2 separate regions of the Xenopus laevis genome follow, and region 2 is linked to region 1. A link is a contact called in public Hi-C data. All regions are on one chromosome and are shown on one strand. The core of a region is the stretch at or near the end of the contact, and the rest is flanking DNA. Distances in the headings are between cores, read along the strand shown.

Evidence for each region. Hi-C and Micro-C count contacts between places; a contact is called where the count stands out from the background.
Region 2: a Hi-C map of the XTC cell line shows a contact between it and region 1, with 5 times the contacts expected there. The contact joins the promoter of znf703.S here to the enhancer-like site in region 1. A contact is called at or near these places in 2 of 4 Hi-C or Micro-C datasets (the XL177 cell line and the XTC cell line).

What each region holds. Positions count from the first base shown.
Region 1 is chr3S:34,228,716-34,232,404 of Xenopus_laevis_v10.1, reverse strand. No RefSeq gene overlaps it. Among protein-coding and RNA genes, the nearest start is that of znf703.S, 540 kb to the left of the region's middle. Within about 2 kb of position 1,979, at least 1 of the 7 cell types and tissues checked has an H3K27ac peak or open chromatin away from gene starts, as enhancers often do.
Region 2 is chr3S:34,766,277-34,769,965 of Xenopus_laevis_v10.1, reverse strand. znf703.S (zinc finger protein 703 S homeolog) reads right to left here and starts at 1,577. Exons shown (of 2, transcript NM_001090979.1): 1 at 1,316-1,577. The coding sequence starts at 1,531.

The DNA.
Region 1 (3,689 bases), core at 730-3,229:
GACTTTTTTCATGCTTTTGTTGCTCCCCAACTCTTTTTACATTTGAATGTGGCTCACGGGTTAAAAAGGTTGGGGACCCCTGATGTAGAGAGAGGCAATTTTCAATTGGATTTCTTGTTTTATGTGTTTTTTTTAGTTCTTTAGCTTTTTATTCAGCAGCTCTTCAGTTTGCAATTTCAGCAATCTGGTTGCTAGTGTGCAACCATGCACCAATTAGAATAAGAGACTGGAATATAAATAGGAGAGGCCTGAATAGAAAGATGAGTAAGTTGCAATAAGAATACATTTGTAGCCTTACATAGTTTTTATTTTGTAGATGGAGTCAGTGACCCCCATTTGAAAGCTGAAAGGAGTCAGAAGAAGTATGGCAAATCAGTTAAAAATTTAATTCTAAAAAAGAAAAAAAATGAAGGACAATTGAAAAGTTGGTTAGACTTTAGACTTTAGCCATTCTATAACATACTAAAAGTTAACTTAAAGTTTAACCACCCTTTTAAGCACCCAATCTGCTCCAATTGTACTATCCCATTATCTGTATTATACAGAAATGTAACTAGAGGGGGGCGGGCCCTGGTGCGGGACGCGCAGCCGGGCCCCCCCACCCCCATCCGTACACCCGGAACCGGCGGAATTAGTGACACGCGTGCTGCCGGGGGGGCCCTGTGGAGGTGCGGGTCCTGGCCCAATCGCACCCCCTGCTCCCCCCTGCACCCCCGGTAGTTACGCCACTGGTATTATATTTCCTTGACTTGTCCATTGCATCTTAGTGTTGCCCCTTTTGTTGGCACTTCACCTCCTTTACATCATGGACCACCCCTTTTATATGTTTAAAGGGGAACTGTTGCAATTTATTTTTTATATAAGTGTCCTCATACTGAAGTAAGTAACTTTCTAAATACAATCAATTCAAAATTCTACATTGTTCCAGTAATAAGCAAGTTTATATTCACTATCTCTCTCTCAGCATCTGTTTTTCTTCATTCTGTTTTCATGCAGCAGTTGGGTGTCAGATGAATGATTCAATATATCTTATAGGGGGCTCCCTTTCCTAGCAGATGTATTAGAGCTCACTTAAATAACTGATTCCAGAAGAAAGAAAATAAAACAAAGTAACTGCCTTTTGCACAAATTCTGCATGTAGAGAGACAGGATTTCTGGTTATTTTAATAAAGTGAGCTCTTATATATCTTCTAGGCAAAAGGAGCCCCCCTAAAAGATATATTGGATCATTCATCTGACACCCAACTGCTGCATGAAGACAGACTGAGGAGAAACAGATGCTGAGAGCGGAATAGTGAAGATAAACTTGATTATTTCAGAAACGTTACAGAATTTTTAATTGATTTTAATTGATCTTATTTCAGTATGCTGAAGCTGATATAAAATGTTAATTTGTACGATAGTTCCCCTTTAAAAAGACAGCAACCCTTGGCCCAAGTCAGGGCAGGCAGAATTCAAGTAGGTCAGTGACAGTTTTGTAGAACTTTTTGGCAGAACATTATCTCCATTAATGAACATGCTCCTAAATGTCTACATGTCGATCTAGACAGAATATTTAAGTAGAAAAGTGTCTGAAATATATATATATATATATATATATATATATATATATATATATATATATATATATATTCTTAACTTCATGAAATGTTACTGAGCCCTATTTATAAAGGTGTGAAAGGCAATTTACATCTGGATCTAAGAATATAGGGGTAACATAAGCAGTAATGTTTGGACAAAACACACAGGCTATTAGCCATGTTTGCTCTGAAACAAATATTTTGTTGTACTCACGATTCCGAAGATATTATAACACCTCTTGTGTAATCCATCAACTGTAATGAGGGGTTATTAGCCAACGGTGACAGTGGGATTTGCTTTCTTTCCATTTTTACGGCTAGTAGAGTTATATGACCCCTGCCTTTGATCAGTAATCTATTCCTGCTGGTTTGTAGGACTCAGCTGTGTATCAAAGCTGTTTGACTAATGTTTACATCACTGTACGGCTTAGAGCCATTAACAGGAACAATCAGCAGAGGGATGGAAACAGCTCTGCGTCGGCTTTTTTAAACATGTCATTTTAGGGAAATTAAAGATTTATACTAATGGAAAAGCACTAACCGCTAGTTAGAAGAAATGTAGAGAAATGGATTTCTCTGTAGCTGTATGGAGTCAAAAACAATATATACACACAATATATGTATATACGCATCTGCACTCACCTTAACAGGGATAGTACAATTGTCATACAGCTTAAAGGGAATATCAACCCTAATGAAAGAAAACATAATTCTAAGCAACTTTGCAATATACATTCACTACAAATTTTCTATGGTTTTTAAAGTTATTTGTATATGTGTTGCTATTTAAAGCAGGGCATCGCCAGCTAGGTTTCCTTTAAGAGCCAGCTGGTGCCTTTAAGAGCCGAATTTCCATTTTTTAAACCGGAAATTCGGCTTTACTACAGCGAGAGAGCGCAATTGCACTCTCCGCACTAGCGTTGCTGCTTCCCCCCGGAAATGTATTCTGGCTGGGGGGGGCATTACTGGAACTACCTCAGGCGGCAATATACACAGGAACGGCGCTGATTGAAAGCAGTGTTTGTCCCTTTCTATTCTCTGTCCTGGTGGCTCAGATTGTTGAAACAATGTAAGGCAAGGCAGCTGATTAACAGACCTGTCTTTGCTGGGGAATGAAGACATTTGCAACAAATAACACATAGCTTTAAAAGCACTGAACATTTGTAATAAATATATATTGAAAAGTTTCTTAGAATTATGTTTTCTTTATTGAGGCAAACTTTTATTTTGGGGTTGACTTGCCTTTTATTTACCCTCCCCCCAAGGCAATCAGAGACAGGTGTCAGGTAAAACCAATGACTATTATTATCTACAGCAAAGTCCCTTTGGGGTCATATTTCTTCTGCAGTTTGATTTTTTGCCTGCAAGGATACACTCACAATCTACAGTCATAGGCCACTCCATTGTATCCTCAGTTCATTTACTTGGATATCCTCTTGACCATCATATACTGTATAAGGCACTTTCCCTCTTTTGTGGATGCCCATAAAGCACATTGAGCAAATATTCTGGGGGATGACTTTAATGCAATAATGTATTCCCATCAGTTACCTTTGTATAGATGAATGTCTCAAGGTTCTCTTAATTTTCACATTGCATTATGTCTAAATGATATATAATAGATGGTGGTGAGTTCGGTTCACATTGTGACGTCAGAATACTGGCGCGTAACATCATCACATTGCAATTTGCTGCCAAATTGTAAATAAAAGGATGCCAGAGACCTGGGTTCAATGCCCGAATATAGGTTCTATATTGCTCTATTATTCCTAACTGACTGATTCCTGGATTTTGATCTTCTTGCTTAGTTCCTGACTACACTGATTGCTGCCTGCCCTTGACTTATTGCCTGGATTTTGACCTTGCTCTTCCTCCTTGGTCCCAATGCCAACCTTCTACAGCCGATAGGCCCTGAGAGTACTGCAGCCTTTTTTAGGCAGGAACAAACAAATGGACAACTAGTCAGAAAAAGCCAACACTTTTATCACCAAATTGTGATCTTTCTCAGGGAAATGCCTAATAGGATTTTGCTTAGTGCAAACATTTCCCTAGAGAAATGCCACTGAAAACAGCCCTAGAAACCACAGTGATACACAAGTACTAACAAGA
Region 2 (3,689 bases), core at 328-2,827, 540 kb before region 1:
AGTCTCAGGCTTTTATCTGCCTATAAAATCCGCACTATAAAACTTCAGAGTGATCCTTTAAAACAAGCAGAGATATTGATCTTTTTTCTCCGTTACAACCCTGTAACATCAGACGGTATGAGAGGCAACAGTAAATCTCACGGGAAAAGACGTCAGGACCGGAGAGATAGGGAATGGGTGCACCGAGGATAGTCTAACTGTGGCCCTCAGGCTCTTGCTTAACTACAACTCACTGCGGCTACTGGGGATGTAGGAGAGCCAACAATAAATGTCATGGAAAAAAAGACAGGACCGGAGAGATAGGGAATGGGTGCACCGAGGATAGATGAACTGTGGCCCTCTGGTTCTTGCTTGACTACAACTCACTGCTGCTACTGGGGTTGTACAAGAGCCAACAATAAATCTCACGGAAAACAACGACAGGACTGGAAAGAAAGGGAATGGGTGCATTAAGAAAAGTCAAATTGCGGCCCTCTGGCTCTTGCTAAACTACAACTCACTATTGCTACTGGGGTTGTATAAGAGCCAACAATAAATCTTGCGGAAAACGACGACAGGACTGGAGAGAAAGGAAATGGGTCCAACGAGGATAGATGAACTGTGGCCCTCTGGCTCTTGCTAAACTATAACTCACTGCTGCTACTGGGGTTGTATGATAGTCAACAATAAAATATCATGGAAAAAAACAACAGGGGATGGGTGCACCGAAAATTGCCAAACTGTGGCCCTCTGGCTCTTGCTAAACTACAACTCCCTGCTGCTACTGGGGCTGCTGAAAGGTGCAGATCCACAACAGCCGATGAACCGAAAACCTAGTTCAAGGGACAACTGTAACTGTGGACACAACATGTAAAGCATTCGATAAAACGCCTCGTATTTCCAAGGGGGCAAACAGTATGGCAGTACCTACACCTCCAACAAGACTTTCATTTCCAGTACAAAAAAAACAAAAAGAACTGAGCCTTTAAAGGAGCTCCTATAGAACCTTGTGATTGGAAAAATAAATAAAAGTAGGGATAGAGGTGAGAGCCAGCAAATGATATCAGAGATAATAAACAGGGTGGGAATGATTAATAAATACTGTACAAGTTTGTGAGATGAAAGAAGGGGAATAGGGAGCAGAAGAATCGCTCTGGTTTCCCAAGGCGTCTCCGACCCCCTCCCTTGTCTCCAAGCTCAGTGTCAGGGATCAGACACTTTTCTAGGGACACGTCTCTCCGGTTTACATCCACATCCACGCGAGAATGAATCCCCTGCACACCCACGCGAGATGCCCCAGCGCAATGTGACGGGGGCAATAAAGAGCTGCTCTTACCTCTATGGGGCTGATGGGGGTGGAGGAGAGGGGCTGCAGGTACTCCGGGTGCAGCAAGTGTCCTGTGTGCGCCGTCAGCATTTTGATCAGCCGGATGGGCAGTCGGTTTGCCTGGCGCAGGGGGTGAGTGGGTGCGAGAGTGGCGCAGGGGGTCGCCGGGGTGCCGCTTCTCTGTCGCTCTGTGTCTGTGCAAGATCCAGGGGGAGAACAGTTCATTTGGAGGAGGGATCGACCAGGGCGCGGAGATTCCCCTTATGCTCCCTTCCCTCCAGCTGCCTGCAAAGCTCTGCCCGCTACACCCTCGCCCAGTCCGCGATAACACCAGCTTCAAAGGCTTTGGCGCGGCCAACCAATCGCACGCCGGGGGCGGAGAAAAGGGGGCGTGGTCGAGCGAGCCAATTTAACCAGTTCATGGCAGGGACGGATCACATGATGAGGGCTGACATACGGCAGCAGTAGGGGTGCGGGTACGAGTTTTTTTTTTATTCATTCGTAGCTTCAACGTTGAATTGCGGCTATTGAGCTACTATAAGTCCCAGCATTCATGCACGGACTGTCACACGCAGCGGGAGGCGAAAACACTAAGAGAGCTCCCTGTGTGATTTCTGCTCAGTTGGTCGCACCCTCAGATTCCTATGTTTAGCCTCTGTTGCGCAGATACCCGCCGCATTACACATATATACATATATACAGATACAATACACGCAAGTTCTTTCCTCAGTAACGTACACGCTGTACAGAAGGGTCGCTGCGTGCGTGCGTGCGTGCGTATAGGAGCTGTGGCCGCTAGGGGGCGTTGCCTGCGCTGCACAAAGAAAAGCCGCTGTGCTGAGCGTTGTACAAGCGCTGACAGGGATCACATGGGCGTCGGTACTTGTGTCACTGTAGGACAGCAGCACTTTACGCTTCAATATCCAGCGAGCATCGTGCTCATGTCACCCTACTGCTCACTGCTTCGGCTTATGGTATTCGTAGGACAGGGTAGAGAGAGACATTGAACGGAATTACACGGGGCCCTTTTGGCACCCACCCTACACGTCCCTATTCCCCCCCCACACACACACTTACATAAACACCACGGAAGGGAAGAGAACAGAACTGTTAGTTCATTAGATATGAGTCATAAAAATATTTCTGAAGTTGTATTACCCCTTTACACACAATGGTTGCGCCCTAGGTAGGTACCCCTTAAAGGAGAATTCAACCCAAACGTTAAAGAACCCCCTTACCCTACATAGACCCCCAAGCCCAAGTGTTACCCCCGGGCAAATGCCACTGACGTTTCCAGTGTCGGACTGGCCCACCGGGATACCAGGAAAAGTCCAGGTGTCAGTGGCCCTCATTCTGCTAAACATTTGGCCTATTTCATGGCCATTCCCTATTCTAGGAGAACTAAGTGGCTTAATAGATGGATTAACTAGAGATGCACCAAATCCAGGATTCGGTTTGGCCGAATCGGAGTCCTAATTTACATATTCAAATTAGGGGCGGGAGGGAAATCGTGTGACTTTGTCACAAAACAAGGAAGTAAAAAATGTTTTCCCCTTCCCACCTCTAATTTGGATATCCAAATTAGGATTTGGTTCGGTATTCGGCCAAATCCTTCGTGAAGGGGGTTCGGCCGAATCCAAAATAGTGGATTCGGTGCATCCCTAGGATTAACAGATAATAGCATTATAGTATGTAAAGAAAATAAACTAGGAGAATAGAGGTTGCAGGCCCGGATTTACAAACGGGGCGCCCCTAGGCCCTCTCCATTCTGCCCCCCGTATACCTCCCCCTCTCTGTCCGTGTCCTCCTCCCCTTCCACCTCTCCTCCCTTTCATGTCCTGTCTGCTTGTGCCTGCGCGTATATGTACATGTGCACAGCTTGAATATGCCCATATCAGTGTCTCTCTTCCCATCCACGTTATCCTCCCCTTCACGATGTTCGGGTGCCATCAAAATTTTACAACCAGCCCGATCGACGAGCCGACCGATATCTAAGGGCTTGAACACACATGAGGATCTTAATCGCGTTTTCAGCGTGGTTCGCCCTGCGGTTTTTAAAAGAGCCAACCGCTGCGTAGATACGCTTAGCGGTTTAAGCTTAGGTAATGGCACATTTAGCGTACATCATATTTACGCGGCAGTCAGCTTTTTTTAAAAAGCACCCCGAAAACACGGCAAAGATCTGCATGTGTGTGGAAGCCCTTAGCCTTCTGCCCATATTGGTCGGCTCGTCTCCTGCCATACACGCACCAAATATTGTATGAAAAAATTTTTTGTACGATAATATCTGTGTGTATATGGCCATCTTTAGTTCTGGCCTTGTTGCCATTTGAGGGAGAGGCAGAATAGCACAAGGGGCCTATGTTGTTGGGGATATGACGAA